Regions from separate parts of the Drosophila melanogaster genome. Here region 2 is linked to region 1. Evidence: chromatin contacts called from public Hi-C data. All regions are on one chromosome and are shown on one strand. The core of a region is the stretch at or near the end of the contact, and the rest is flanking DNA. Distances in the headings are between cores, read along the strand shown.

Region 1 (3,593 bases), core at 608-3,107:
GTTTGAGAGCGTCAAACAAACCAGCTTTTATATAGAAAAAAAAAAACGCCTAAATGTATGGAGAGAATTTGCATATGTGTAGTATGATCGTATATAGACATAAAGAATCTTCTCTGAGCCGCGTGCTACAATATTTAAACCAGAAACTTTGAAATGAGCCAAGTTGTGACTGTGGTTGTCACGTTGTTGTACTTTTGGTTTTTTTATTATTATTTCTCTTTTTTTTCCATGCTGTCCAGTCACCAGTCACGACGCCAACTTCGACACCAATTGATGACGAAGCGCCTTAACTGCGGTTTATTTTATATATTCGCTTTGCTTTATGGACTGCGATTTATTATTGTTTTGGCTTTTGCTTTTTATCTAGCTTTAAGCAAACTATAGACCAAAAGGGGTCTTTAGTTTGGACGCGGAGAAGGCACACTTTGTTCACGTGCTGGGGGGCACTTTAGCAGCTCCCTTTTCCAGGTGCAGCTGCATCCGTTGGAGCTCTACACTGAACGAAAAGGGGAATTTCTAACTGATAATCTTTCTACAACAATATCAAAACACAACCAGAAAAGAATATGTTATATTTATATGACCTTATGAACTGATCGTCGTGAATCGTATTTAAAATATTTTCCACCGTGCATTTCTAAAATGAACCTAGTTCATTGTACGAGTATACTTTGCTTGGTCTACCTGCCTGCCTGTTGAGTGCTGACTGTTTTCGACGGTTTTCTATATTGGTCCGAACCCTTTTTCCTTCTCGCTGCCATTGAGCCGTGACTCCTCCGCCCTGCGATCTCTGTGTATTTATAGTCCAACAAGTTGTGCATTTCATTATTTATGCTGGTTTCCGTTAGTCAACAAGTTTGTCGCGCTGCTGCAGTGAAGGAAAAAAAGGGTCTTGGGATAGGCTTTGTTTCGCTTATCGACAAACCGAAGGAAAGGAAATGGGCTCGATTTAATGACGTTTTTGATCGTTCTTGAACTCAACTGCCTTAACTTAACTCCACTCACGCAGGGGTTCTGGTTCTTTATAGGTGTGGCATTCCCTGTGACTGATTGCTTGACCGCAGCGGTACTGTTGCGTCGTAGGCGTCGACGTCGGATGATTCATTGCCATTTCCGAGTATTTATATTACTTGCGCATAAATAGCTTCCAGACGTGGAAAGCAGTGAATTCCGCCTAATCGCTCTGCGCATTGGATATTAATAATAAACTCAATCAATTCGATAAGTCTTTAATTACTTAGATCTATATTTACGCGCTTCTTGCGAAACTTTCCCAGCTGGGAAAGCTCTTCTAAAGAGGCTCGTTCAACTGGTTTCCGCAATTGACCCAGTCCCACTCCAAGTTAACTTTCCACGCAATTGGACAGACGAAATCAAATGCAAAGCGCAAAAAAAGTAGCAGACAAAACCATCTCACACGTAGAGTACACTTGTGGTCAAAATGATAGCAGGAAAATATAAATATTATTGGTCTATTCTATTTGGTACGAACAGTACAATATATACTCAAACGCTAACTTTTAAGCATCCTTGGAATCATGATCTTTACGTACCAATTCCCATATTTATGATTTTACAAACCAAATTAGCCTTATACATATAAATAGGCATGTGAATGAACCATATTTGGGTTCGTCGGCAGTGAAGCCCTATTAATTTGCCCTCTGCTGTTGGAGCACAGCAGCAGCGGCACTGAATACCTTTTGCGAATTGCTGCCGCTGTCGCTCTTAATCTACTGTGGAGGTCGTTCTCGCTTGTTATGCTTTCCATCGAGATCGGGCTGCGCGAACATCGCGAGCATCGGTCATTGGACCGTATCCCATTCCGCCGACGCCACGGCTCCACTGCTCCCCTTCTGTTACGCATTCGCCATCGGCACCACCGCCAGTCCCAGTTCCAGTCGCAGCACCACTATTACCACAGTCATCAGCACCACCATCGGCAACAACAGCACCACCCGGAGCGTGCCACGCGAAGGCGGCTCAACTTGGATTTTGTATCTCTTGCGCTTGACTGCGGCGATGGGGACTCGAGTACAAGTACGAGGGTTTTTATTGGGGGATGCACATTTGTGTGTGTTCAACAATATGTGTTATATACGTACGCTGTTGCTTATATCTCAAACTTGCACTATCAGGCAAGAAGGAAGTTTGTCGGCGTCGATGGTTATGTCCCATTATGTCTCGTGCGGCGAAGCAAAAACACAACTACTCCTAAGGGAGTGCATGTAATGGGTTTTTGTAAGCTAATTTGATTAATATTAAAACAACTTTATACGCTGCGGTAGCAGTGTTGTAATTATTCACTTACGAAATCTTTATGACTGTTATACATGAGCTCCAAACCTGCCGCAATTTATAACTTATGGCAGTTTGTTAAAAAAATCTTAAATTAAACCAACAGAGTTTGCACACTGTTCCTCTTGTCACATGTATTAGTTTTGCGACTTATTTAAAAATGGACCACTTATCTTAGCACTAGCAGCAGATTCCGGTATGCCAAGCTGTATTTCCGACTTCTTGGTGCGATAACAGTAAGCATTCACAATGCAAGTGCGTCATTTGCAGTTCCCGCCAGACATCCAAGTCTTATCGACAGTGGGTTTTCGAGGAAGTTGCCTAAAGCGAGATACAATTTGTATGTTAGATCTCACGTATGAAATGGATTGGTTGCACAAGCGCTTAGAAGAAGGGGATTCCGGTGGGACGACGTTGGTGGATGGCGGGGGTGCGTCCGAGGGTTTATCAAATATCCCATCCGCTTGGGTGCACAGATAGCGACAACCCAGTTTCCGATGATCAGCGCGTCCCCCTCATGATGGTATGGGCTAATTGATAACCTTCCGCTCCCGTTGATTCGCGTTGATTTCGCTGTGATTTCGTTCAGTTCGCAGCGGCTGACAACTGGAAAAGGTGCTTTAGACTAAGCTCCCATTGCATTTGATTTTATACTAATTTTAAAATGTATCTTCCTTTCAGCCAAGTGCAATTTCGACCAGGAGTCGAAGCCACATCGCCTTAATCTGGATGTGGGTGATGCGGTCATAATTCTTAAGGAGACCACCCATTGGTACTACGGCTACAGACAAAAGTGAGTAGTTCTGCAAATTAAACAAAAAGTTGAGGGAAGCTTTAAAAAGTTACTTACAACTTACGTGAACTACGGACAAGAAATGTTTCCATCCTGAAATCACTTTGTAACAGATAGCGAAAACAACTTGTAAATCACTTGACTTCATTAATTTCCTTGTAAAGTATGCACTGCTATTATTTTGATCGGTGTAGCTTGCCTAATCAAACAATCTGCTAGATCTTTTCCCCCGACTTTCACTGCAATCTCGTCGTTTGTCTAATGCATATGCATGAGCGTTGGGGAAACATCCCAGACATTAGCAGACAAAAAAGTGGCAGACAATCGACAGACAGACGGAAAAGCAGAAGAAACAGCAGCCAGCAACCAAAGCAAAGCAAAGTTCAGAAGCGGAAATGCTTGAAACAGATATTTCACAGGCACATTCAGAGTGAAGCAATCGTAAATCAGGTACACAAGCGCCGCACATTTGGCTCGACCTTTGTTTACCGCTCAAGATGCC
Region 2 (3,593 bases), core at 586-3,085, 150 kb after region 1:
ATCAGCGGGAATTAACATTAATTAGAGCATGGAGCGCACAAAATGGTGGCCATTAAACACTGTCCATTGATCTAGTAGTACTAAGTAAATAAATAGACTAGCAATTTTTAGCACCTTTGACTGAAATAGCAGAGAGCTGGCTATTTGAGTGAATCATTAACGAGCCATAAGGTGGATTCAATTCACTTAGTAACAGGCTGTTTACAACTTTTGGTGACCCAACTAACTAAGCCACATGATCGATCGATCGATCTATGGATCGAAAACAAGATCATAAAGTGTTAAGAAGCGTGGCAATAATCGTAAACAACAAATTTTAGGGGCATAGCGTTTTTTCGGCTGTTTCTGTTTTCTATTTTTGCGCATAACCAAGGTCAGATAAGATTCCCTAGTCGAATATTTTTCACTACATATTTTTTGTGTTCTTTTTTTTTTGCTTTTGATAAGCACCAAACTGATTCTATAATTAATAATTTGAGATGAAGCAAAAAAAAAAGGAACAGAATTCGGAACAAACAATTTTTGTGGCCTGACAACAAGGAGATTTTTTCTTTTTTTTTTTGGTGGTTAGGGGCGTTACTTTTTTTTTAGCACTTGACACACTGTGCAGTGCTGTGCTCTCATTTCAATTAGAAAGCAAAACACAAGCAAAAGTTCATTATAAATAGCACCCAGCCAAAGGAAAAACAAACAGCAGCGAAAGAATCGAAATACATTTGCCAGCTCGAAAATAATGAAATGTGCGAAAAGCGGGCAGTACATTCAGCATATGTACATCTGTTTTTGAATGGTGGCACACTTGAAGGGTTTGGAAATCTAATGCAAACACGTGTGCCCAACGTCCGAGCCTTATGCAATGCGGCCTAAAAACCCTCAAATAACAAAAAAAAAAAAAAAAAAAATGTGGAGAAAGGGGGAGCCCAGTCGGCTAAAACGTAAACAAAACAGGCGGCAGCGGTACATGCGCAGAACGTGGGGAAAAGGGGGTCTGGTCTGGTGTGGCTTATATACTGGGTTACATAACTTGAAAAATCAAGACGAAATGCCAGAAATGCCTAAGGAAAAATCGATTTTGCATCGAGCGACAACAGCTGTTCTGAGGGTTTCTTAAAACTTAAGTAAGTGTTGACAAATTTTTGCTTTAAACTTGCTAGGTAATTGCATTTTTTGTTTTAGATTTTCAAGGAAAACTGAATCATCTAGTGGTCTCTATAGGTTTGGCACTTTTGTTTGCATCCCTTTTGAAAACCTCTTAACGTCTCATTTTTTACTACCTACGTGCAGAGTTCTGACTATTATATCTTGGGTTATCTTGGATCAACACTTGCCTCCCTTGGTGGGCGTCTTGTGGGTGCTGTGCTGGGCGCGGTAGCCGGTGATCATCTCGTAGTTGCCGGCATCGCGGCGCAGGGGGAAGGCGATCTCGATGATGTGGTCGCAGGGCTGCATCAGCATGAGGATGCCCTTCACCTTCTGCTTCTTCTCGTCGCGGGTCAGCTTGCCCTTCATGTCGTCCACCAGCGATTCCTCGGCGATTTGGCAGCCGCGATGGAAGAAATACTCGACCATGTCGAAGAAGCGCGGATCCTTGGCGGTGGGCACATCCTTGAGGCGGTCGGGAATCTGGTGCTCGGTGGCATAGCCGCGGCTCGACTGCATCACAGCGGTGGGCAGTGCCTTGGCCAGCGTGGCCAGCTCCTGCTGGCGGCGGGCGCCCTGGCGGGCCAGACTCTTCAGGTGATACATGCTGCTAATCGCTTGGATTCTTCGGGTTCCAACTCTTTTTTTATTCTGTTCTACACAACCGCTCGCTACTCGACGCCGCACCAAACTGGCCGAGGCACTCGCATAGATATGTATATATATGTCGGCTTTTTCGGAGCGCCGAGCTTTTTGCTCTCCGGCGAGAGCGGTGCAAACTTTTCACCGAAAAGCTCTGTGGGTGGAGTGCCCGCTAGAAACGCGGCACCACCGCCGGCGGATTACTCGCTTCGTTGCCAGGGCGAGATTAGGTATTTGTTATCGGTTTCACGTTCACGTTTTTCTTTGACTCCAAGATTAAGCTATGATTTATCATCTTCGGCTATATGTTGAATTCAGGGGGGTACTGAGTTTCTTTTAGAAAGCACTTGAAAATCTAAGTAATAAACATCGTACAGTACAATACAAACGATATATACAAGGTATATTTTATATAAGGTGTTTTTTTAAAGGTTTTGCTAAATTTTTTATTTAGAGCTCATACTTTCAGGAATTTACCACGTAACTTTCGGGCTTATCATGCTATTGATCTTTCACACAATTCCTATGTGACTGTTTTGAGTTTTAATCCTTAGTTAAAATAGAAATAAAACACAGCTAGCTTACTTAAAAAGAAACAAAATCTTGTGGACTATATTTGAAGTACATAATTAAAGAAGAGTTTATACATGTATGGTGCTGTTTCGCTCATGGTAAATGGTGCTGAGCGAGGATCGGATGAAGGCATCGCTCCGTTCCACGAAGCCATCCAAATGGGTCCACAGGAACCAGAAGCTCAGGGAGAAAAACAGCACTTTGCTGACCCAGTCGAGGATATACAGCCGTCGCAGGACCTTCCTGGCCTGCGGCAGAGTGTCCTCGCTCTCGCCCAGTATATAGGTGCGCATGCCCACAATGTAGTTACTGATGTATGTCTCCCAATTGACCTGACCCACCGACGTGTCGAAGAGGTCCTGATCCAGGAGGCTCAGCTGACTGCTCATCTCCTGGAAGCGCTCGTTTCGGAACTCCCACCTTTTCGTTGTGTAGTACTGCAGCAGCTTCAGACCCATGGACACTTTGCGTTGGACATTGAGTAAGCTGGATGGGAATAATCCATGTGTTAATAGGAGAACTTAAAATTTAACCGTTTACTTACAATGGCTTTTGGCCAAAGACGAGCAGCCAAAAGTCGATGAAGTATGCGGGCAGATAGTGGAAGAAGATGACGCAGAAAAGGTGGTGGTAGTAGTTCTTTTTGATGGATCCACCCGGATACCAGAGCGCAAAGCTGAGCGGCGTTTCGTAGAAGAATCGACGACCCGTCTCGATGCTGTCGCCCCAGGACATCAGCGCCTTGCTGGAGATGCACAGATTGCAGAACTCAACACCCGTCTGCTTGTTACCCTTCTCCTGGCTGGCCTTTCCGCGCTGATAGCCGCACAGGATCATGCCGTTAATGGCCTTGTCTACGGGTATCACCGTGGAGGCGTAGTCCGGATTGCAGTGCATCGATCGGATGACTCCGCGGGCGGCGCCGATCATTAGGCCGGTGGGTCCATTGACGCCCTCGATCCAGCCGGGCAATGGCTCGTGAATGGCGGCCGTCACTGCAATGGATTTAATAAAGCAATTAGCCAGGAGGCACAAAAACAGAGTAGACACTATGGTATACCCACCGATCGAGGGCCTTGTGATGATTATGGGCAGCTTATTGTTGTATCTGCAAATTAAATCTTCCGACAGCGCCTTGCTGTAAGCGTACGTGTTTGGCAAGCCGTTTAGTAATCTAAAAATAAGCCAAAGAAACTGGTTATTAGGTGCCACCAAGGTACGCCTGTAAAGGAGCATGA

Evidence for each region. Hi-C and Micro-C count contacts between places; a contact is called where the count stands out from the background.
Region 2: a contact with region 1 is called in a Hi-C map of the Kc167 cell line, with 1.5 times the contacts expected there. A contact is called at or near these places in 5 of 107 Hi-C or Micro-C datasets (the Kc167 cell line, embryo, eye imaginal disc and 1 more).

Annotation. Positions count from the first base shown.
Region 1 is chr3R:23,786,949-23,790,541 of dm6, forward strand. mbc (myoblast city) reads left to right here. Exons shown (of 14, transcript NM_057796.4): 2 at 2,980-3,091. Among named protein-coding and RNA genes, the nearest start is that of mbc, 7.0 kb to the left of the region's middle.
Region 2 is chr3R:23,941,266-23,944,858 of dm6, forward strand. It overlaps Gdh (Glutamate dehydrogenase), which reads right to left and starts at 1,836. Exons shown (of 5, transcript NM_206551.3): 1 at 1,329-1,836. The coding sequence starts at 1,746. It overlaps CG12268, which reads right to left. Exons shown (of 6, transcript NM_176550.2): 4 at 3,420-3,529; 5 at 2,900-3,350; 6 at 2,363-2,841. The coding sequence ends at 2,424.